6 separate regions of the Mus musculus genome follow, and regions 1, 2, 3, 4 and 6 are each linked to region 5. The links are chromatin contacts, called in public HiCAR-type, HiChIP or PLAC-seq and promoter capture Hi-C maps. All regions are on one chromosome and are shown on one strand. The core of a region is the stretch at or near the end of the contact, and the rest is flanking DNA. Distances in the headings are between cores, read along the strand shown. Region 1 overlaps Nln (neurolysin (metallopeptidase M3 family)). Region 2 holds the start of Srek1ip1 (splicing regulatory glutamine/lysine-rich protein 1interacting protein 1). Region 3 holds the start of Ppwd1 (peptidylprolyl isomerase domain and WD repeat containing 1). Region 4 overlaps Sgtb (small glutamine-rich tetratricopeptide repeat (TPR)-containing, beta). Region 5 holds the start of Dimt1 (DIM1 dimethyladenosine transferase 1-like (S. cerevisiae)). Region 6 holds the start of Adamts6 (a disintegrin-like and metallopeptidase (reprolysin type) with thrombospondin type 1 motif, 6).

What was found. Promoter capture Hi-C pulls out the DNA fragments that hold promoters and counts their contacts. HiCAR-type assays count read pairs that join an accessible place to other places. HiChIP or PLAC-seq counts read pairs in DNA pulled down with a chosen protein or histone mark.
Region 1: a contact with region 5 is called in an H3K27ac HiChIP or PLAC-seq map of embryonic stem cells, with 12 times the contacts expected there. The contact joins the enhancer-like site here to the promoter of Dimt1 in region 5. A contact is called at or near these places in 3 of 39 promoter capture datasets (pre-B cells, second pharyngeal arch cranial neural crest and stem cell-derived epiblast-like cells), 4 of 115 datasets of contacts at active chromatin or transcription factors (embryonic stem cells, forebrain and pro-B cells) and 2 of 9 other capture datasets (adipose tissue and liver).
Region 2: a promoter capture Hi-C map of pre-B cells shows a contact between it and region 5. The contact joins the promoter of Srek1ip1 here to the promoter of Dimt1 in region 5. A contact is called at or near these places in 14 of 39 promoter capture datasets (the 3T3-L1 cell line, 3T3-L1-derived adipocytes, the C10 cell line and 9 more), 6 of 484 Hi-C or Micro-C datasets (CD4 T cells, CD8 T cells, Sertoli cells and 3 more), 10 of 115 datasets of contacts at active chromatin or transcription factors (the 230-238 cell line, double positive thymocytes, embryonic stem cells and 5 more) and 3 of 9 other capture datasets (adipose tissue, embryonic stem cells and liver).
Region 3: a contact with region 5 is called in a HiCAR-type map of astrocytes, with 12 times the contacts expected there. The contact joins the promoter of Ppwd1 here to the promoter of Dimt1 in region 5. A contact is called at or near these places in 17 of 39 promoter capture datasets (the 3T3-L1 cell line, the C10 cell line, the HPC-7 cell line and 11 more), 6 of 484 Hi-C or Micro-C datasets (CD4 T cells, cerebellum, megakaryocyte progenitors and 3 more), 10 of 115 datasets of contacts at active chromatin or transcription factors (the 230-238 cell line, acute myeloid leukemia, astrocytes and 7 more) and 2 of 9 other capture datasets (adipose tissue and liver).
Region 4: a contact with region 5 is called in an H3K4me3 HiChIP or PLAC-seq map of pro-B cells, with 8 times the contacts expected there. The contact joins the enhancer-like site here to the promoter of Dimt1 in region 5. A contact is called at or near these places in 8 of 39 promoter capture datasets (the 3T3-L1 cell line, the C10 cell line, cranial neural crest and 4 more) and 3 of 115 datasets of contacts at active chromatin or transcription factors (embryonic forebrain, pro-B cells and stem cell-derived neural progenitor cells).
Region 6: a contact with region 5 is called in a promoter capture Hi-C map of pre-B cells, with 11 times the contacts expected there. The contact joins the promoter of Adamts6 here to the promoter of Dimt1 in region 5. A contact is called at or near these places in 7 of 39 promoter capture datasets (the 3T3-L1 cell line, 3T3-L1-derived adipocytes, cranial neural crest and 3 more), 1 of 484 Hi-C or Micro-C datasets (B cells), 3 of 115 datasets of contacts at active chromatin or transcription factors (astrocytes, embryonic forebrain and pro-B cells) and 2 of 9 other capture datasets (adipose tissue and liver).

The regions. Positions count from the first base shown.
Region 1 is chr13:104,093,010-104,096,733 of GRCm38.p6, reverse strand. All of the region lies in intron 1 of Nln (neurolysin (metallopeptidase M3 family)), which reads left to right. Among named protein-coding and RNA genes, the nearest start is that of Nln, 15 kb to the left of the region's middle. Within about 2 kb of position 1,788, at least 90 of the 459 cell types and tissues checked have an H3K27ac peak or open chromatin away from gene starts, as enhancers often do. A contact at or near this core is called in adipose tissue and embryonic stem cells, where this site is marked.
Region 2 is chr13:104,815,425-104,819,231 of GRCm38.p6, reverse strand. It overlaps Srek1ip1 (splicing regulatory glutamine/lysine-rich protein 1interacting protein 1), which reads right to left and starts at 2,062. Exons shown (of 5, transcript NM_026075.3): 1 at 1,866-2,062. The coding sequence starts at 1,878. It overlaps Cwc27 (CWC27 spliceosome-associated protein), which reads left to right and starts at 2,279. Exons shown (of 14, transcript NM_026072.1): 1 at 2,279-2,545. The coding sequence starts at 2,504.
Region 3 is chr13:104,226,703-104,230,530 of GRCm38.p6, reverse strand. It overlaps Ppwd1 (peptidylprolyl isomerase domain and WD repeat containing 1), which reads left to right and starts at 1,687. Exons shown (of 11, transcript NM_172807.4): 1 at 1,687-1,925. The coding sequence starts at 1,730. Cenpk (centromere protein K) reads right to left here and starts at 1,565. Exons shown (of 10, transcript NM_001377093.1): 1 at 1,529-1,565.
Region 4 is chr13:104,137,862-104,141,676 of GRCm38.p6, reverse strand. It overlaps Sgtb (small glutamine-rich tetratricopeptide repeat (TPR)-containing, beta), which reads right to left. Exons shown (of 11, transcript NM_144838.2): 11 at 1-1,937. The coding sequence ends at 1,826. Among named protein-coding and RNA genes, the nearest start is that of Sgtb, 30 kb to the right of the region's middle. Within about 2 kb of position 1,841, at least 72 of the 459 cell types and tissues checked have an H3K27ac peak or open chromatin away from gene starts, as enhancers often do. A contact at or near this core is called in pro-B cells, where this site is marked.
Region 5 is chr13:106,945,737-106,949,379 of GRCm38.p6, reverse strand. Dimt1 (DIM1 dimethyladenosine transferase 1-like (S. cerevisiae)) reads right to left here and starts at 2,251. Exons shown (of 12, transcript NM_025447.4): 1 at 2,097-2,251; 2 at 1,721-1,794; 3 at 593-679. The coding sequence starts at 2,175.
Region 6 is chr13:104,286,423-104,290,143 of GRCm38.p6, reverse strand. Adamts6 (a disintegrin-like and metallopeptidase (reprolysin type) with thrombospondin type 1 motif, 6) reads right to left here and starts at 2,309. Exons shown (of 25, transcript NM_001081020.2): 1 at 2,144-2,309.

The sequences.
Region 1 (3,724 bases), core at 539-3,038, 2.9 Mb after region 5:
AAATAACAGGAATATTTTAATAAACAGAATTATTAGAAGCATTTTTTTCTAAACACTGTTTCAGAGAAAGATGTATCATGCAGACCTATAATGTAGCTGACAGTGAGCAATGCCATGGATAACAGCCTAGGGAATGCTGTGTGGTAAGTGTGCAAGCAGACTTTTTATAATTAATTATTTTTAGTTCACGTGCATTGATGTTTTGCCTGCCTGCACGTACGTCTCTGTGAAAGTGTTGGATCCCCTGGACCTAGAGTTAAAGAGCTATGATGCCCTGTGGCTGTTGGGAATTGAACCTAGGTCCTCTGGAAGAGCAGCCAGTGCTCTTAACTGCTGAGTCATCTCTCCAACCAGGACTAATTCTTATCTTGTTTGTGTTTTGCTTGTTAGAAGGCATAGGAAACGCAGTATAGTAATGGTACAGAATTACACTTAAGTGATTGGAGTACAAATGTGAAGATGATAAACCCCTTAGGTGGTAGTAGAGAAATTGATGTGGCAGTTCAAGGGAGAGGAGTCACGTCCAAGATAGAAATAGGGACAATGGCGTGACTTATGTGTCACAGCTGGGCTTTGAAGGACATGGGATTTGGACGTAGAGAGACCAGTGTTCTCTAATCCCTTGTTTACCATAACTTAAAATAGCAGTGGGTGAGAAGACGAGGGCTGCTCAGAACTAAGAAAAATCAGCTGAGAGAGGGAGTGTGCTGTGCAGATCCTGAGGTCCACAGAGGTTTCACAGTCATGCCGTCTCACTAAACTAACAGGGAGCGAGTATTAAATGCCTCCTACAATCTTTGTAAAGACTGGAGGGGTTACTGTATTGAAAATGTAGCCCAGTGTTTGATACCAAGCATTGTAACTTACTGCATCCCCCTTCCACCCAAGGCAGAGAGGAATGCTAGGGCCTGGGTAATTAAGAACTTGAGATACTGAAGGGTGCTCAGTGGTAGAACAGGTGCTTAACATGGACAAGGCCCAGGTTCCATCACCTCCACCTGGAAAAGACGCTACAGAGCTGTATCAGTGAGGAGGGGGAGGACCTAGGCAACCTCCTGACGAGATGTTTGAAGAGGAAAAATGAAAGATCAGAGAATCAGAGTTCTAGTTCTCTACTCATTAAAACACCAGTCTGATAAAGAGATTGTGAACAGTGTTAATTGTGAGATGTTATTTTTCTGCTAACTAAACTACCTACTAAGAGCAGGATAGCACAAACAGCACCTAGGGAAAAGCTCTTAAAATCCCATGTTGTTTGCAATTGGAAGACTGGCGTGGCTGCCAAGAACAAGGCAGGATAACCAGTGATCAGGTGATACCGAGTTTGGGCTGTCAGTCACGGAATGGAACAATTTCCAGCCTGCGCTGGTTGATCTCCGTGTCATTCCAGAGCCATTAAGTTCATCACTGTCCTTGGAGCTGAGCAGTCTCCCCCAGCATCCTCTGATCTGAGTCTGAGTGGTGGATTTTCTCAGGCCCCTGTTCTGACCCTTTCCGTGTGCCTCCCTGCCAACTTCCTTCCTTTAACCGACCTACATACACACTCCAGCTTCCACACTGTATCCCTCTGGAACCCTCCCTCCATCCACCTACTGCTCAGTTCCTTTCCTCTGCTTGGCCAGAGTCCTCTGTTGCTGTACTCATGTGGTTTGAATGTAGAGGGTTCCCCATGTGTTCCTGTGTTTGGACACATGGTCCCAGCTAAGGCACTGTTTTAGAGAGTTGTGGAATCTTTAGGAGGCAGAGCCTTGCTGGAGGAGTCCCATTGGGGTTTTATAGCCTGGCCCTGCTCCCTGACCACTCTGCTTGCTGACTCACTGCCACGTGACCAGTTACACCATGCCTCTGTGGACACTCCCACCAGGCCACAATAGCAGCATTCCCTTTACCATAAGCCCAAACAAGCCCTTCTTCTCTTAAGCTGCTTCTGCTCAAGTACTTGATCATAGCAAAAGGAACTAACCCACGCGCGAATTCTCCATAGGTGACACAATTCTGTCAGAGAGGTTTGTATTTCTCCCTCCTACTCCTCACTCCAGCTGTCTCCGGTCCTGTCTCCAGCTCCACATCACCACACTTGGGCCAGCAAGATGAAAGTGCTTGCCACCAAGCTTGGCCTGAATTCAGTCTCCAGAACTTACGGTAGAAAGAAAACACCTACTCCCAAACACCTGCATTCACACACGAACATGTGAGTGAGTGTGTGTGTGTGTGTGAATGTGAATATATATACACATATACATATATTTACATATACACATGTACACACATACACACACACACACACACACTTTTATAATAGATAAGAGGACCGGGCAGACGGATCAGTGGTTGAGAGCACTGACTACTCTCCCAGAGTACCCAGGTTTAAGTCCCAGCATCCACATGGCAATTTACACCTGTCTGTAACTCCAAGATCTGACACTCTCACACAGACATACAGGCAGGCAAAACACCAATGCACATAAAATAAAAATTAATACATTTAAAAAATAGAGTTTTAAAACCAGCACACTGGTACACCCCTGTCTTTCATAGGCACTTGAGTATAAAGCAGTCACATCTGACACTTACCTAGTAGGTATTCCCAAAGCCCATCTCACTTGCCAGTGTACCCAAACTAGAAACTCTGTAGCATTTCAACCTTTATAAAATTCTGCTGCTTTTAAAAATTCACTTGGATATTTCTTGAATCTATTTTTTTCTACTACTGCTCCTTTTAATTCATGTTGTTTATCTAGATTACTGTAATTTACTGAGAGGGGAGTCTCTTTTGTCCTTAAAAATCAGCTACCAGAGAGCTTATTTAGAGTACAGTTCCTTTTCAGGCCTTCACTAAAGGTTTTCTGCTTGTGTTTCCTTACTGGAAACAGGGATCACTGTGAAGCCCAGGCTAGCCTGGAACTCACTGGATAGCCCAGGCTCTCTAGCCTCCTAAGTGCTGAGAGCACAGGCTGAGCTGCCATGCCCACCCAAGCTTAGGCTCTCTAGCATGGTATTGCAAGTCTCCCACGGGTGCTGCAGAGATAGCGCAGGTCTGTGCTCATTGTTCACCCCTGAGTTCCAGATGCCAGGACACATCTCACTTGGACATTGCTGAGTTCCAGATGCCAGGACACATCTCACTTGGACATTGCTGAGTTCCAGATGCCAGGACACATCTCACTTGGACATTGCTGAGTTCCAGATGCCAGGACACATCTCACTTGGACATTGCTGGTGTCACCAAGCAAACACATTGGAAGCTAATGCACATAGGGCTCCTTCCTACCACCACCCGCTCTCAGAGCCTGCGTTTCCTACCCAACACCACTGTCCCAAAGGGAAAGAAAGTCCCATTCTAACCTAGTTCTGAATTTCAGCTTGGTGAACGGCACTATGACATGACCATGCAAACCAGAAACCTCTTCATCTCCCACGTCACCTTCATCTTACCCTCGTAGCGTCTTGTCATGTGGTGCTGCTGTCGGTGGTAGAAGCAGCCTGGGCTGCTGGTTCCACAATTCTGGTGTTCTAATGGGAAATGTTCTGGCTGAGAGGCAGCTTGGTAAATTGGCTAAAGTTCAGGCCCGAGGATGAGATTGCCTGGCACACAGATGTGCCGCTTTGAGCTGTGTGCTTGGTTAACCGATGGTTAACTTGGTGTTTTCTACCTTCGTCTTTTCATCTGCAGAGTGAAAAGTAATTGGGATAATGGATAGGAACACTTAGCATGAGCACCCAG
Region 2 (3,807 bases), core at 813-3,312, 2.1 Mb after region 5:
TTACCACCATCTCTCAACTCTGATCTTGAGGGATGTCTTCCCAGTTATGAGGCCTCCTCAAATGAGCTAATGTCAAAAACCAGGTTAATCTCATTTCCTACCCACACCAAAGCAATTAATTCTTAGTGATTCTACCACCACCACCACCCCCCCCTCCAAATTAGCTGCTTCTCTCTTAATGAGTCTACATCCTCAATGGTAACATAACTGACCAGAATCACCCTTAAGTACCAACAACGCCTCTACATTAACTAACTCTCCTCTAGGTCACAGTATCCTAAAATGTAATTTTTCTTAAAGCTGTTAAGTGTTTTCCTACTGTCTATTAACATCCTAACACTTTGTTTTTGCTTGTAAGGTCCTTCAGTCGCAGGGAATCTATTGTGCCATGGATATGTTGGAGAATGCATTTGCATTCATGGTGGCCAAGAGCTTGGATAATCTCCATTAGCTTTTGTAATAGGCAAGTTACTTGATTTCTCCGTCTGTGAAGTGAGACTAACAACAGCTATCTCATAGCAGTGGTTATTAAAGGGAGGAAAAAAATATACAATGTTTGACATAGTATCAGATACATGGGTTACATAGTAAAAGTTAGATACTTTGAATTATCGCTTTAGTTAATTTCTCTTTTCTCTCAGGTTAGCTGATCGTTAGCCACGGCAGGGCTCTTTCATTCCCTCTTTTAGTTCCTCTTCCTTTCTGTATCTGCTCCCTCTCCCTGCAGGTCCCCTGCACTCTCACCTTTCTTTAGCTTTCATCTGGAACATCCTTTTGTACACTCTGGATCCTGTTAGGTGTCCTGTTTTTGCTCGCCCCAGCGTTAGTTCTACTTTCTGTAAATCCCCCCCCCCCCGAATTCTAGGAGAGCAAGGGTTTCTACCATGCTGACTGCCACACACTCAATAAATGTAGTCACCTCTCTTTTCACAGCTCCTGGAGTGCTCCTCTGCAGAAGTTAGGAAGCAGCCCCACCCCGCAACAGTAATCTCTAGAATAAAGTTCAGAAAAGGCTGCCACGGAACAAAGACAGGGGTCAAACAGTAGCGGGAAGGGGCAGTGTTAAGCAAAGTTGGGGCTTCACAAATAGTTTGAGGGTCTTTCCTACAGTACTATGCACTGTGAATCTCCGAGATGCGAGGCGGGTATATCTCTTAAAAACACCTGCTTGATAATAGGGTTTTACAGAAACACATTCTGACAAAGTCGGCTTGGGGAAGTTCTTAGCGGCTCCCCAGTAAACTGGAGCAACAAAAACATCCCCGGAGCTCAGTTTGCCGTTTCTAGGTTAGAAACCTCTGAACACAAAAGTGGAACCTACAAAGAATCTTAGATCTAATTCGAGAAAGCACTGTCTTGAAACTGATAGGGAAACTGAGGCCCGGAAGGGCACAGCAGCGGGCCTGCAGCCACATAGAAATTACAGGCTGGAAGTGCTAGAACAAGCCTCAGGTGCTCTTCTTGGCGACTTTCAGTATAATGTGTATAGCCACCTGGATTCGGCAAAATGCTCACATTTCGAATTTTATTTTGAAATCGTGTGAAAGTTACAGTCTTCTGGGCAAGTTGTCCCCTTAGGCCTACAGTTCTCATTGTCACCAAGTCCCTTGTCCCTCTTACAATACACTTTCCCTCTAATCCTGTGCAGTTTGGGCTTGTCCAAGAATGACAGAGATGATCTTTCCCTATCTTTCTCACCCCGCTTTGAACTTGTAGTATAAGCTTTTTCATGTAAGCCGACCAAATCTAAATTTTTAGGCCTTCGCCTGATTCCCCAAGTGCTCGCTGCCACCCACCCCCGTGCTCTGGGCTTCCCTGCTCGTCTCATTCCTCTGGAGTGAGAGAGCCCTGCGGTTGACCTTCACCTGGGACTGCCATGATGCAAGGTGAGTGGGATCGTCGGAGTCCTGGGCTTTCGAGATCACGTTAGGTTCAGGTCCGTTGCGAGGACAGCGCATTCCCAAAGGGATCTCTCCCACCCGGCCACTACAACTTCACCGGGCAGGGGAAGGCCCGATGCACATCTAGGGTTGGCGGAACTAAGTGGCTGTGGATGCAGTTTCCAGGGGTGTCCTACCGCGGAGCACACGCGGTCGGAACCATTTCGGCCCGCTTCGGGAGGTGAGTGCTATCTGCAATCGCCTGACCTGGACGCAGCCCCGGGATTTACGGATTGGCCCTTTAGCTCGTATTATAAACCTCGCTACAAATTCTCTAAAGTTGTAGAGGTCCTATAGTCTTTTCTAGTTTCCTGAAGGACAGGGAAGTCCCCCCTCCCGGGGTTAGCGGTGCTCCGGTCCGGGAGCAACATGGCGGCGTCCATGATGGGCTAGTTTGGGGAGTAACTAGTGATTAGTACGGCTGTCTTGTCCGACTCTGACCGAGTGAAGTTTTCCCCCAAATACTCAGGTTAAAGAATTGTGTGCTAACAGGTGGGCCTCGCCGGAGACCCGCCATTCGCTTGCGGCCACACTAAGGAGCGGAGTCCTGAGCACTGAGCAAGATGAGTAACATCTACATCCAGGAGCCGCCCACTAATGGGAAGGTGAGAGCCTTACCTCCTGGACACGGTGACTGGGGGCGGGCAGGGAGGGGCAGCTATCGGGGATTTTAGAGGTGGAAAGACCAAAGGACTCTTCTCCACACCCTGCATATGGCCAGTGTTGCATTTATATTCTTTACGGTGACGTGTCTCAGCATATTTTTGAAAGAGTTCTTGGGCAACCTCCCTATTCGCTAGTCTTCTGACCCCTTAACTTCCTTGATCCAACTCACGTGAGCGCCTTCTAGTGTCTATTGTTTTTAAGACTTATCTCAAGATTGTACACTTTTGCTTGTTGTTTAACTTGGAGATCGTGCATTCTCTACAGTCATTATTGAAGGCCTCTTTGGCACCACGCACTCTACTAGGTGCTGATGATACAAAGGTTGGTATTCTACCTTTATATGTGTGTCTGTATTATAGACACACACACACACACACACACACACACACACACACACACGTATATATATACTAATTCCCTATCTCAGGATTACAGACGTGCATGAACACACCTGCCTTTGCTTGGGAGGTATTGAAGAAGAGATTATATTGCCATGACAGTGATGGAGGGAAAACAGGAAATGATGGGGAAAACATCTTGGAGGAGATATCTTTTGAGATAATTGTCAGTTAGAAGCAGGGGAGGAGTGAGGAATGTTATTTCATAGGAATGGGAGTAGATTCCCTGATAGATTTCATGCTGAGCTATATATTTCTAGAGGACAATATTAATTTTAATGAATAAATGCGTGTAGAGATGAAATAGACTGACCATTCCACAATGCAGAACCTTCACGCTTCATTTCTCTAGTTTGCTATTTTACCTGTTCAAATGTAACAAAGAAGCCTATCAAATAGCAGATCTCAGTGATGCCCTGGGTCTCAGCAATTACCCAGTATTTAACAGTATCTTACCTTGGTTTCTTTCCTATATAGAATGCAAACACTATAGAGTTGAAGATGAGCATCTAGAGCAGTGGTTCTCAACCTGTGGCTCATGACCCCTTGGGTTGAATAACCCATTTACAGGGGTCGAATATCAGATACCCCGCATATTAGATATTTATATTAGGATTCATAACAGCAAGATTACAGTTATAAAATAGCTGGAAATAGTTTTACGGTTGAGGGTAAATACAACATGAGGAACTGTATTACAGGGTCACAGGATTAGGAAGGTTGAGAACCACTGGCCTAGAACATTGCTTTACGTAGAGTTCGTACACTACGAAAGAATAGCTAGGCACATGACTTAATGCTGT
Region 3 (3,828 bases), core at 438-2,937, 2.7 Mb after region 5:
CCACAGGATCCAGTAATTCCACTATTAGATATATATCCAAAGGAAACTAGCATGTTAAAAAGATGTTTACAATCTTGTTTACTATAGCACCATTCACAATAGCCCAGATATGTAATCAACTAAGTGTCCACCTAATGAAGAATGGATTTAAATTTTAAAAAGTTCCATTGTAACAGGAGAGTCAGTAGAAAAACAAGAGTGCAAAATTCAGGTAGGTGAGGAGATGTATTGGTAAGAGCTTGTGGAAGGTGTGTTTGAATTACTTCTTCCAACTAAGTGAAATGGAACCTAAGGTGATCCACTGTGAGGAAGTATCAAGGAATTTGAATTTTAAGAGCAGATACAGCCAGGTGGTGTGACCCCTGCCTTTAATCCCAGCACTTGGGAAGCAGAAGCAGAGGCATTCGAATCTCTGTCCTTTCAAGGACAGTCAGGACATAAAAGAAAAATCCTATCTCAGAAGGGGTCAGGGTTCAGAGAAATAGCTTATCACATAAAGGCTATAAGGTTTACAAACAAAATTTTAAGAGGAGAGGGGGAAAGGTTACAGAATGTTGGTTTTTTTTGTTTTTTGTTTTTGTCTTTAAGAAAACTCAAAGAATATAAAGCAACTTTGGATAGTAGCCCACTTTAAATTACTAACTAGTGGCCCAATTAAAACAACAAAAGATAGCATATTAATGAATATAGTCATCCAGGGCAAGGTTACTAGATGGCTGTTGTAAAGATGATAGTGTATCATGAGGTACAGTTAGGTAATTTTAAGGATGTAGAGAGGACCTGTAGTTTACAACATCAGATGTAAATCAGAATAAACACCGCCCCAATGTATTTTTTTACTCATAAGGAATTTTTAAGTCTTAAATTGCTTAACCTGTAAATTACCAACGGAGAAGTGGTACAGGATGCAGCTTTGTTGTTGGAATAGACAGAACACGGTAGCATGCTCCTAGGTTAAAGGTGTCAATAACGCGAAGATGTCAACTCCCCCCAAATTGTCCTCTTTTATCTTAATTAACATCTTAAAGGCGACAAAAACTCTGTCGCACTTGATGAGGAAATTCTAGACCTATACAGAAATATAAAGATCCAGAAATAGCAAAGGCTCATAGACTATATGCTAATCGTCAAACATAGAGCAGGCAGGTGGAGACGCGGGAACGTAACACGCAGGCCCTTCGTGAATTTCTCGCGTCACATACATACACATTCCAAGTCAAAAAGAATATTCTAAATGGGAGGCCACCTTATAAATTACAGTAATTTCAATATATAGTTTAGCTGATAGAAATCTACTTCATTCTTTTTAACAAAAAGTTCCTTCCAACCCCGCCCCTCGGCTTTTTCGGGAAAAAACAGGTAGGTTCTAGAACAGCATTGGCCCGAGAGGCCGAGAAGCGCGAGACCTCCAGTTCGTAAGGCGTAAGCGTCCGATCTAGGGGGTACCTGGGTCCCCCAAACCCGCGAGCTGCCATCCTCCTTGACAGAAAACTGGGGCCTTTGCCAGTCAGAGCCGGTTTCAACTCACTTCAGTCCTCCGGCCTCCTCAGCGCTCTCGTCAACACAGCCAAGCCGCGCTGTTTACGCGCGCTGCTCGCTGATTGGACCAGCTGCGCCCACCGCAGCCAATCAAAAAGCGCTTCCGGCAGCTGACGGACAAAAGCTGCGCCGCGGCTCGGGGAAACCTAGTTCACTCGGTCGTCGCGTCTCTTCTAACGCCTCGGACGACATGGCGACCGAGAGTGGGAGCGATTCGCAGCTGAGGAGGAGAAGGCGCCGAGACCCAGAGGGATCAGAAAAAACGGAACTGAGCGAGCGAGAACCGGCCCTGGCAGTGGCGGGGAGCGAAGAAAATGATGATGAGAATGAAGAGCGCTGGGTCGGGCCTTTACCGGTGGAGGCAACCCTTGCCAAGAAGAGGAAAGGTAGCAGCGGAGAGCCCGCGAGCAAGCTGGACGGCTACTCCGGCCGAGTGGGAGGGTTGATCTCAAGCACGCCCACGGGCGGGAGTGAGATTGTGGGTTTGTGCACTTAGAACGGACGATCTTCACTGCATTTCCTCCCTAAAGAGTGAATTGGTGTTAGTATGGCGTGTTAAAAAAAAAAAAAAAAAAAGGAACACCGTTGATTCCTGACTGTCAGAGATGATACAAACTAGTGCTTGTCTGTATTTCTGTGTTTGGATGCTTTTTTTGACCTCATAGCTGCTGTGTGAAGTTGGAATTCCTAATATTGATTGAGCAGGTGTGGGAAGGAGCTCTCAGAATCATAAACACTTAAGCTTTCAACCCTGACTCGTCTAGTAATGAATTTTCAAACTCAGGGGAAGTTGCTTAAGCTAGCTGGATATGAAGCCATACTCGAGACAATATAGTAAAGTTTTGCCACTAACGTGAATAATAACAAGATTTTATAATATTAAAGTTTGGTAAAGAGATAATATTTACTGTTTTAAAGACTGTTCTAGGAACTTTTTCATAAATGTCTTAGGGTTGTGTGTGTGTGTGTGTTCGTTCGCTCACGCGTTAATCTCAATTCTGACTGTGGAACTATTTAAAAATCTTTTATTTTCAGAACAAAGCCCAAACACCTTAACATGGATTATGAGGCAGTTTGTCTCTCTTTATTTCCCCAAGCAGGACTCCCAATTCTGTCCATTCTCAAAACCCTACCTTGTCCTTGAGCAAGGGCTCCTCTACGTTCCTGTCCAGATACTGTGAAGTGTCTCTATCTGGAGTCATTTCTCTCCTTTAACCATGCTAGCTTTTTAACAGGTCTAGGTTTTAGGTCAGTGCTTTTTGAACATTGGATAGTGACACCCTTTAGTTAGCTCCTTACTTTTTCTGCCCAATCCTGCTTTTGCCTTCGAGGCACTTACTACTTTTTGTAGTTGTGTGTTTACTCATGTGACTTCCTGAACACTACTAGCCTAATCATGTAAGAACAAGGATCTTGTACTTTCGGCTCCAACACTTCAATACAGTGTTTTGCATACAAGTTTAAATGAATATTTTATAACATTTGTGCTGTTATTATTTCACCTAAATATTACTACAAGAACTGCTTAGGTGGAAAGAATGGAAGGATAATTTAGGAAGGAAAACGAAACAAAATGAAAAAGAAAAACCAAACTTTGAAATGCTGACATAGGAAACAAGTGTCTTATGAACAATAGAGTTGGGACAGGAATAGGTATATCATGTGAAAAATCTTTTCCCTTAGCCAGATTTTTTTTTTAAGCCAACCAATGGAGTTTGAGTTTGAGGGAGGATGACAGGTGCTTAGTGATTTAAAATTTTTGGAAATGTAGGCAAGATTAGACTTTTGTGTGTATATGTTCACAATGATATATGGTTGTTTTATAGTACTTTGAGTTAAGCTATTTTTTAAACATTTATTATTATTATTACTATTATTTTATGTGTAAGGGTGTTTTGCAGGCATGTATACTATGTGGGTGTCAGGTATATTATGTGTTGGTGGGACCAGAGAGGTGGGAACGCTTATACTTAGTACAAGAGTGGAGGGCAGAGGACAATGTCACCTTGTAGAGTTGGTTCTCTACATCCACCTTTGTGTGGATTCCAAAGATTGAACTCAGGTTGCCAGAGGCAAGCATTGTTACTCGGAGCCATCTTGCCTGTCTTAAAATAAACTATTTCCTAAGGAAAATAATTATGTCTTTCTCTTCTTTCTGTGCATGTTCCCTTGAATATATTTAAATGAATTAGTGAACAACAAAAGCAATCTGGAATATAGGAAAATATTCACTACAGAAAATTCCAATAAACAACAGCATTAAAAAGATACTGGAGTACCACTTTTATG
Region 4 (3,815 bases), core at 592-3,091, 2.8 Mb after region 5:
AACGTGCAGTGAAAGATGCACTGGTTCCTGTGTCCCACCTAAGAAGAGCTGCCTTCAGCAAGGGGCATCAGCACATGAAGATAGAGTTCCCAAGCTGGGAATTCTTATCCGAGTCCTACTGCTCACATGAGTTGGGGGCTGTTTCTTCCTTGTCTGCTTCCCGAAAGAGTTAAAGAGAAGGGATATCCTTCTCTCCCAAGACCACTGAAATCATCTGAGCCTTATTTTTTTTTTTTTAACAAGACAGGCCTATTCAGCTTATCTTCTTCACAAAGATTTGTTTCCCAAAGTTGTTAAATACAGAAATCTAGAGCAAGTCATGAGGTTTTCTAATTGTCTGTTTTGTTGTTGTTTGGGTCGGGTTTTTTTTCTACTGGGGTGTTTGGGGGTTTTTGTTTTCGAGACAGGGGTCCTGTAGCCCAGGCTAGCATTGTACTCACTGTGTAGCCAAGAGTGATGCTGAATTCCTGGTCCTGACCCTTACCTCCCACGTGCTGGGACTCACCGCCATTCCCTTTGCATGCAGTACTAGGGAAGGGGTAACCCAGGGCCTCACACATGCTGGGCAAGCACTATGCACTGATCTGTGTTCCCAGGCGCTCTGGTTGTCCTTTAACAGCTCCAGGATCTGTTCCATGGGGCATCTACTCTCTGTTCCTACTTATTTCCTCTCTAATGCAGTGATGGGATACGAACCAAGTTTTTGGTTAATAAGCCAGTTCCATTTGAAATGAGCCTTCTTATCCATCAGTGCACTAAGAGTCCTCCCATCGATAGCTCGTGTCATTTCTTCCTACTAAGCACACGCCAGATGCACAGTGTGGCATCCAATTTAAAATAAGACAGTTGAAGTCTCCTGTTACGTTTAAATTGCAATAAATTAAAGTTAAGCATAAGAACCGACATGCCAAGCCAAACTGCACCAAAGGATTACACAAGTGAGCAATGTTAGAGATGGATGCTTCTGTTAGCCATCAAATAATGGTCAAGAAAAATAGTCATCGTCGTCGTCGTCTTTGATGGGCACATAATTAAATCCCACTTAGGAAACCCGGAATCTGGGGACACGTCAGTGGCTTCTTTAAATGTAACGAGATACTGCCCTAGGTAAGTTTTCCAGCAATGAAATTGTGACATTTAAGCTGTGATAATTAAATGGGGCAGTAATGTCACTGACCTGACCAGCATCATTAAGGATTTCTAAGTATGTTTCATTATGTACTTAACTGGCCATGCGAATGCTATAAACACGAAGCTACAGACAAGCTTAGTTTAAAAAATCTATGCAGAAAACCTGAGCACACTGCCTTCGCTTTCTGGGCATTCACAGTATCTTCCAAGTGCCACTCTCGATAGACACGCGTCACTGATGGTAGCGCGTGCCAGCGCTTCTCTCTGACGTGCTGCCAAGCACGTGTCTTCTAAACCAGCATCGCCCCGCTCAAGACCACTGCCTAGGGAAACCTGCAGCTAACGAACTTTCCAATAAATAGCCCTACTATTCAATAAATATACTCTGTACTAAGTCTAATATACAAATATGATGATAAAAGTTTTAAAATGGATGGACCCTTGTCCCCAGGCTGTATTCACCCTTAACAAGGCTACTGATCACTGCTTTCCAAAGGAGTCTGTCTGGATTACGTTCAAGTCTGCTTGTGGTAAACTATTATCTAAACAGATGTATTCTCTCAGGTTTACACAGGAGACTTTCCTCCGTTATGTTCAGACTCTGTATAGGGTGGGTTTTGTTACTTTGTTTTTGGCTATTATCTACAAGTGTACACGTCAGAATGTTTGTACTGGGGCGAGGGTCCTGGTCAAGTCAGGAGTGTTCGTCTGCACTGCTGCTGAACGATCTGCTCCGGATGTGGTTTCTCAGCTGCTCTATGAGTTCCGGATTCTGCTGTTGTATCTGCTGCGCAAACTGCTGCCCCCTGCAGGACAAAAGCGGAATAAACTGAACTGGAGATGCTGTAGGACTTTCAGAGGGAATTTTTCCTATGAACACAAGTTTTAGAGCCATAATATCACCACTGTTCTACACAGCATTATTTTGCAGGACAGAGAGTTCCCATGGGGGTGTGTGGTGTGCGTTTCTGTACATCTCATGTGTGTACTGGTGCACATGAGGGCAAGTGCACCCATGGAAGTGAAAGGACAACTGTTAGTATTGGTCCTTGGGTGCAGTGCGTTTTGTGTGTTTTAGGGCAGGGTTTATTTGATTTGCATTTCCCTGATGATTAAGGATGTTGAACATTTTTTCCAGTGCTTCTCAGCCCTTCAGTATTCCTCAGTTGAGAATTCTTTGTTTAGCTCTGTACCCCATTTTTAATGGGGTTATTTGAATTTCTGGAGTTCAGCTTCTTGAGCTCTTTGTATATATTGGATGCAGCGTTATTTATAATAGCCAGAAGCTGGAAAGAACCCAGATGTCCCTCAACAGAGGAATGGATACAGAAAATATGGTACATTTACACAATTGAGTTCTACTCAGCTATTAAAAACAATGAATTTATGAAATTCTTAGGCAAATGGATGGATCTGGAGGATATCATCCTGAGTGAGGTAACCCAATCACAAAAGAAGTCACTTGATATCCACTCACTGAAACTTACAATGCCCAAGATACAATTTGCAAAACACAAGAAAATCAAGAATAAGGAAGACCAACGCGTGGATACTTCATTCCTCCCTAGAATAGGGAATAAAATACCCATGGAAGGAGTTGCAGAGACAAAGTTTGGAGCTAAGATGAAAGGATGGACTATCCAGAGACTGCTCCACCCGGGGATCCATTCCATAATCAGCCACCAAGCACAGACACTATTGCATATGCCAGCAAGATTATGCTGAAAGGACCCTGATATAGCTGTCTCTTGTGAGGCTATGCCAGTGCCTGGCAAATACAGAAGTGGATGCTCACAGTCATCTATAGAATGGAACACAGGGACCCCAATGGAGGAGCTAAAGAAAGTACCCAAGGAGCTGAAGGGGTCTGCAACCCTATAGGAGGAACAACAATATGAATTAATCAGTACCCCTGGAGCTCGTGTCTCTAGCTGCATATGTAGCAGAAGATGGCCTAGTTGGCCATCATTGGGAAGAGAGGCCTCTTGGTCTTACAAACTTTATATGCCCCAATACAGGGGAACACCAGGGCCAAGAAGTGGGAGTGGGTGGGTAGGGAAGGAGGGCGGGGGGGGGGGGTAATAGGAAACTTTTGGGATAGCATTTGAAATGTAAATGAAGACAATATCTAGTAAAAAAAATATTTTTAAAAAGCCGCACGGAAAAAAAAAAAAAAAAAAGACAGGGTTTATTGACTGGCCAGAAGGCTTTGTTACAGTCTAGGCTGGCTCACAGGCCTGGAGCCCCAGGGATCCTCTGTCCCTAGGTTCCAACCCTGAAATTACAAGATGTGTCATCACTGCCAGGTTTTTGGTTTTTTGTTTTCAATTTCTTCAGGGAATTGAACTCATGTCTTCCTGGTAGCAAGGCAAATTCTACCACCTGAACCCTCTCTCCAGCCCAGGCTAAAGGTTTCTCCTTGGGAAACAAACAGTCTCTTGTTGAAGATGAGGAGGAAAACCAAACCCTGAAGATAAGCTATAAATGCCTGAATTGGATGTGATCTACTTGTCCACTATGTAATCAAAGAGCTCTACAGCACGCTCCTAACAGTGCGTCCAAAACACAATGCACCAGTCTTCCTAGTTTCTCTGGACAGGACAGAACAACTCCCAGGCTGGGATCCTTAGAGGGGTCAGTGAAAAGGGATTTTCTTTTTCTTTTGGTTTTTTCAAGACAGGGTT
Region 5 (3,643 bases), core at 1,002-3,501:
TTACTGAACAGATGATGACAACACTTTATGTAGTTAGTGGTTTTTAGACAGCATAGAAGGGACCTACAAGTACTCTCATCAACTGACATCCAGAGTAGAAACCATAGCACTCCAGGTGAATGGAAGTGGATAAAGCTGAACTATTTTCCTGCCACATCCACAGGGGCTTCACCAAGTGTCGTGACCACTTCTACATCGTAGCCATTTGAGTTTCTGATTCTGGTTGACTCCCTGACCCATTCTTCATCATCATCCTACCCTCTGAGTCTCCTGCTGAACTTGGTCCTAATGACTTTAACTTCACGGCTCTGTTCTTCCAGGCTTCATAATGGTTAGCTGCTGCCCTGTGGGTTATCTCAGACTTTCTATTTTATTATTACTCCTTTAAACACATGGCCCATTCCTATATTAGATCACCCACCAATACATCAAGTGTAGATTTTGTTTTCTTTGATAGAAAGATCTCATTTTTAGAGATAAAATTTCTAAGGGCCCACTAACTACTATTGGAACAATGCCAATTTATTAAAACATTCACATTTGTAAACCAGCTGAGCTAATTTGAGAGTAACACACGAAACCCCACTTTTACCTTTTTGGCCTTTTCTAACAGCTTGACAGTCATATTGCCAGTCCCAGGCCCAACTTCCAGCACCACATCGGTAGGTCTTAAAGCAGCCTATAAATAAACACAACTCCTTTATGCTCTGGCCCACTTGAACACAAAGTCTGTAAGTGACTGTTTCTGTTTATCAATGTACAGTTAAAGACATTTTACTCTGGCTTCATTTTTTTCAGGGTTTATGTGGTTAACAGCAGTAGTACCTCAAAGGCATTAGGTATAAGTGAAAACCTGTATTTCCTAACTTAGGGGATATACTCAGCTTCTGGAGCCAGAACAAAAGCAAGAGCAATCGGTTCTACTGGTGGGTTCCTGCTTTCTACATTGGCAATAATTCCAGCAAACTGTAACTAATTGTAACTTCCAAAGAGTTCAAATGGGAAAGAGTGCATTCAAATGGAAAAGATTTCTCAATTCTTAACCACTGTACAGTTTTAAGAATATAGTAACCATACAAAACGTTACCAGTGTGCATATGCTTATGAGTAGAATATTCGGTGAGACTGGAGAACTATACTCTATGGCTCCAGGATGCTCCCTGTACCGTCTGTATTTTACCTCCAGGCCCTCAATCCTCCATAAGCACAGCACAGTAACCCATACAGAAGGAATCCTCCAAACAGTTCATATGCAGTACCATATCTTTTCCTGAGGAACAAACTCAGTGTGATTTGGACGTAAATTTACGGTCTGGAATAAAAAGAGTAACGATGATGTACTTAGAAAGTGATCAAAATGATACACGCTTGCAAAGTGGAGTTCAAGGCTGGCTTTGACACACACCATGTTTGAGGCCACCCTGAATTACATGAGACCCAGTTCCAAAAACAAGATGGAGCCTCCAAAAAGTGGAAATAATCTGGAAATCACTGGGCAATTCTCAACCCATCCAACATATACATACAGAGCAACTATTCTGTCAGGCACCCTATCTTGGTTTATATTTTCTTAGTATGTAGGCTGCGGTCGAGCATATCACCCTGCCTCAGCTTCCCCAAATGCTGGGATAATTATGGGCATGCAACTTAGGCATACAGGCATTAAGTAGTCAGAAAAATACAATCCACAAACGCTCTGCCTTTCATCGTTAACACCCACCTTATCGATGATGCTGTTAACAATTAGAGGATTTTTCAAAATGTGTTGTCCGATCCCTGTGTTGAACATGAGTCCTGAAATAAAACACGAAGCAGCCTTAATTTCCCAACTTTTCAAGAACCGATCTCAGGCCGTCCCAGAGAAGCAGGATGGACCCGGGACGGTTTCTGCTCCAATGCATCCACAAGCGCCGCGCTCCCGGCCGGGGTTGGGATGTATCTTTGAGTCCATCCATCCCTCCTGCTGGCAAGGAAGACCAGGCGCGCGCGGGGAAGGGTCAGCGCTGAGCGCCCACCCTCCTCGGGGCGGCTAGAGGCGCAGGCCACCGTAGGGCTCCCCCGCCGCGGGTCAGTCCCAAGCATCCTCCACACCGCACCTCCAGCTCGCTTCAGCTCCCGGCGCTGCTCCTGACGATCCCGCCGGCGGCTACTCGCTGCGGACTTGGCCTTCGGCATCTTCTCGGAGGAGTCCCTGTGCCAAGCGAAAGCAGCCGGGAACCGCGTGGAAGTCGCCCTCAGTCGCCGTCACGACTAGGCGCCCGAGAGGCCCACTTCCCCGCCCACTGCGATCACCGACCCACCCAGTCAGCGGCAGGCCGGAGCCCAGTGGCTGCTGGGAATTGTAGTCTCTTATGGGCTCCTCCCGCGGCAAGGCGGACTCGAGCCCAGTGGCTGCTGAGATTGTAGTTTCTGTCTGGTGAGCTCCTCCGGAGGCAAGGCTGGCTCCAGCGGGTTAGCCACCGGATTTTAGAGTTTTAGCTGGAGCAACAACTTCCCCAAGAGCCCGATTTCCCAGAGGAAACCGCGCCGCTCAGGCAGGCAGTTAGGATTGGTTGGGTCTCGGCAAATTGGGTGCTTCATTTGGCACTGCCCTGGGACATTCTGATATCTGCGGAAAGATCTCTCGTGTCTCTCCTGTTTCCCTGCAGGTTGTGGGCTGAGAAGCCTAGGCTCGATGGACACGGAGCTTGGTGGTTTAGGGTAACATGTCTCTCCGTTGTGGAAAGCAGTTAGATTAGAATTAGCTCTCGTTCCAACACGGCACTTACTGGTTACTTCTCTATGCTTTTTGTTCATTTTCTCGTCGTTTTGCTGAGTTCCAGCACTGGAATGTCATAGTTAAAATATGCTGCTCTCAATGTTTATTTATTGAAAGATAAAGGCTATAACAATTTCAAAACCCTGTAAATGGGATTGATTACAGGTATGTGTTGGATATTGTAATGGGATTATACGCCGGGCTGTAACATACAGAATAAAAGATTCATGGCTGTTTTTCTTGCCAGTGTAATGTTTCGGTTTTAATTTTTCTGTTTGTGCGCTGAAGAAAGTCTTTGCAATCAACCACCAAAGGCTACTGCTAAGAACCTGTTCCGTAGCCTAGGTTTTTGTTTGTTTGTTTTGGTTTTTGGTTTGTTTTGTTTTTCAAGACCGGGTTTCTCTGTATAGCCCTGGCTGTCCTTGGAACTCACTTTGTAGACCAGGCTGGCCTCGAACTCAGAAATCTGCCTGCCTCTGCCTCCCAAGTGCTGGGATTAAAGGCGTGCGCCACCACCGCCCGGCTTTTTTTTTTTTTTTTTTTTTTCTCGTAGCCTAGGTTTTAGTCCTTCCTTTCTTTGCTGTAATTCGAGCACAGGGAAAGTTCTAAAATATCCTAATATAATCTTTTATTTATAGTCGACTATTATGGGGTTCCCACCAAGGAGCACTTGAACACTGCCTATGAGCCAATGGAAAGCCTTTCTTCCAGCCGCAGGTGACTACAGCTGGGTATTCCGGACCCAAGTTCATTCATCTCTGAGCCTGGAAAGCCCTCAAGGTTCCCATCCCGCAGTTGCAAGCTAACTACAGTTACAAAAGCCAAAATACGCGATTAGCAAAAAAAAAAAAAAAAAAAAAAAAAAAAAAAAAAATTATGGCGTTG
Region 6 (3,721 bases), core at 1,060-3,559, 2.7 Mb after region 5:
ACAGTGATTCTCTCAGTAGTTTGCCCTAGTTGAAGCCTCTTACTTGATTTTTTCTTTATGGCCTGACTTTCCACTCAAGTGATGTAGAAGTAGCTAAAGTAATAATTTCCTCTCATTAACTGTTATGAAGCTAGAAAACATAATTAACTATTTCCCAACTTTTTCCATCCATCTTAATTCTGGATGTTTCTTTTAAAGCTGATTTGGTTTCCATGGAAAAAGCAACAGTACCATGATCCTTTCAGGCTCTTTATTTTTAAACATGAAAAACCTTGCATTTCATTTTCAATTTTTTTCTCTCAACAAATACTTATTAACTATTGTATTCTAAAGACACAATAAGATTCTAATTATAAAAGATTTTGATCACTTATAAATTTTGTAAGATTTGTCACCAAAGAAAAGTATAATTAAACACAAGATCAAAACTTATCTATTAAGAAAAGCAACAATACAAAACAAAATTCCTCAAAATAAATCTCTAAATTCCATAATTCTCTCAAAGCTAAAGGTAAATACTTGTATTGAAACATTTTTTTTTTTCGTTAAAAAATGACTTTTCTCTTCCTTGGTATTAGTGTAAAATACTGATAACCAACTTTGGTTTTGGATTTGTTTTTGTAAAACTATGACAAATTATCTACATCTTTTTTCTCCCCCTTCCCACAAAATCCAAATATGCTATTACCTTTCCTCAATATGATAACTCAATTCATCTGTTGCTAAGCTCACAAACAGCAAGATTTGGCACACAGACCCACCCTAAACCACTAGTAGCTACTTTTGGTTGCTAAGGAAATGAAGAGGAAGTAGTAAAAACAGACAAGAATAGAGAGAAATTTTGCAGGTTTTTAGACTAAACATAAAAATTATTTACAATATTTCAGTCTTAAATGATTGGAAGATTTACTCTGAGGAATAACAAAAAATATTAATATAACTACACAGAAAAATTTGCTGCCAGTTGTGATAAATGAATGATTTGCTTTAATGTAGCACACTCCAAAAACATCACTACTATTCACATGTAAGCATCAGGTTAATATAAACAAGGCTGCACTGCTGCTTTGGGGAAAATAATCATCTTCAAAATTAATTTTCTAAGACGCCTTTAAGTTTTACATTGCCTTTCTTTCCCTGTCATGAATTTTAAGGGCTCCAAATTCACCACTAAATAGTTCAGTCTAATCAAAATAATCTTAAGAAAAGAAATGAAAAAGAAAGAAAAAATAGTACAAAAATTCTGAACACAAGAGAGTAAATTGAAAATTATATTCAGTGTATTTTTTTAAAGTTCCAAGCAATGGTTTGGTTTCCCTTTTCTCCCCTCTTCTCTGCACACCCTCCCACACACAACCCCCCTTCCCATTCCACCTCATCCAGACAGAGGGTAACAGTCTGAGCTGCCCTGGTTGAGTTGATCCTAAAGTTAACATTCAGCAGCCCATTTCCAGACAGCAGCGCTAAATCTATTTGGATAAAACGCGTGTGACCCAGACAGTTGGCATTTGGCCCAAACGCGTTGCACCAGCAGCTCAAATAAAAACAAGAGTAAGAAACTTACTCTCTTGTTCCCTCTCAGTGTGCTTTCTTACTCTGGCTTGCTCTCTTTGCCCCTAATACAAGTGGACAGCTTATCAAAAACATGAATTATAGCATATATTATCAGAAAGATTTTCCAATACTCCCTTCAGCACTCTTGTTCTCTCTCCCCAGTCACTGAACTTCAGTCTTATATACCATATATACAGACATACTCTGATAAACAAGGCTCCAGAGAGTTATGAGTCTAGCATGGCCCAAGTGGGCAAAAGTAAATCAAAACCACACGCTTTCATCTCTTTGATTAGCCTATTAAGAGCTTAACATATCCTAGAGCATCGGTGCTCAGCCAGCACACTACTGCTACCCTGAGAGCACAGGCATGAAATATGCACTTGTCTGAATACTAAAGACACTGACATGAAACGGATTCTCAGAAGGCAATTTCATAAGTCTGGAAATCGATTAAAAACACACATCATCATTACCTTCTCCACGCTATCTGGTGATTAGTTAAAAGTCCACGATGATCATAATCAAGTCCACTTCGCACAACATGCAAATTCATACAATAAGCGCGTATTTTCACATTATAAAATACCTGTAAGCCCCGGAATTTTACATCCACGAGTAGACTAGAGTTTAAAAGATTTCTATCTGTAATGTGAGTTTAGTGAAACTCACTTCTTGCCATAAAGCACGCACGCGCGCGCAGACACAACACAGAGAGTGAGAGAGAGAGAGAGAGAGAGAGAGAGAGAGAGAGAGAGAAGAGGGGGAGGGAGAGAGAGAGAGGGAGAGAAGGGGAGAGAGGGAGAGGGAGAGGGAGAGAGAGACAGAGAGAGAATATCTAAGCGTTTTTCGGAAGATAAGCAAAGCACAAGTTGTTGGGTTTTTTTTTTTAAGGTTTCATTGAATATTGTGAAGTCTTCCTTACCGTTTTCATCTTCAAATTCTGATAAAAAGTAAATTTCAAACAATAGAGATTGCACTGGACGACTCACGTATTCTTTTCTGTCTTTTCTTTTTGCCTGCCCGCCCCCCCTTGCAAAGCCACACCAGCCAGTTATTCTGCAGCCAGAATAAAACCCTATAGTCTCGCTAACTGGAGTTTTAAAGAACAGACTTTCCGATTTGGCAGTTAAAAAAAAAAAAAAAGAAAAGAAAAGAAAAAAAGAAAAGAAAAGAAAAAAATCCGTTCAATACATCCAAGGCTATCAACCTGAGAAGTGCTTTGCAACCCCCAACTCCCTCCCTCCCCCCACCCACCCCCCCTCAAAAAAAAAAAAAAAGGAAAAAAGAAAGAGGAGGGGAAAGGCTTATTAGGGGTGGAAGTGGTGCCCTCTCTTCCTGGACAGCTTAGTGCCTTTGCTATGCAAATAACATGTGCAGAGCATCAAAAGGTATCAGGAGAGAGAAGACAAGAGGAGCAGGAAGGGCAGGAAAAGTTTTGTTGAAGTAGCCCTCGAGCTCACTGCCGGCCCCAAGCCAACTTCAATTGCAGCAGAAGAAAATTTTGGCAGCTTTCCTCAGAGGCAGAACAAACTGACGTCAGTCTGCAGATGTGCCTCGGCTGCGTCGGGTGCGCATGTGTCCTGGGTCGTCACGTGGAGGGGGAGGGGAAGTAGAGGTACAATCGGGGTATCCAACCACCAGCCATTCAGAAGGGCTTAGACAATGTCAACTTTTCCACCCTGTGAATGAGAGAAACTCCGGCCCTCTAACCTCTCTCCCCTAACCCACCCCGCCTATTTCCTCCTCCTCTAACCTCTTGCGGAGTCTTGTCTGGTTTGTTATTTACAGTTTCTTGGAAAAAGGAAAGGCACGGGGTAGGGGGTGGGGGATGGGGTGGGTAGACTAATGTCACTGTTAGAATTTTTGGTGTCATTCTCTGACTTTTGTTTGTTTGTTTTATTTTAATTTCTGCAGTAAATATTTAAAAGTTATTCATAAATTTTGTCATGTAAGGAGTCAGATCAGTAGAGCAAAATTTCAAGACTTAAAGACATGAACAAAACGCCTGTGTGTTGAATATATACTTCAACAAGTGAAAATACCACCAAAAGAATAAAAAGGAAACGAAATTGAGACCTGCACATTTTCCATGTGATTATCGACTTCAGGTTATGTGGACCTATAAAAGGAAAAGGGGGTGGGGAGTATTGCATTATTTCCAGAT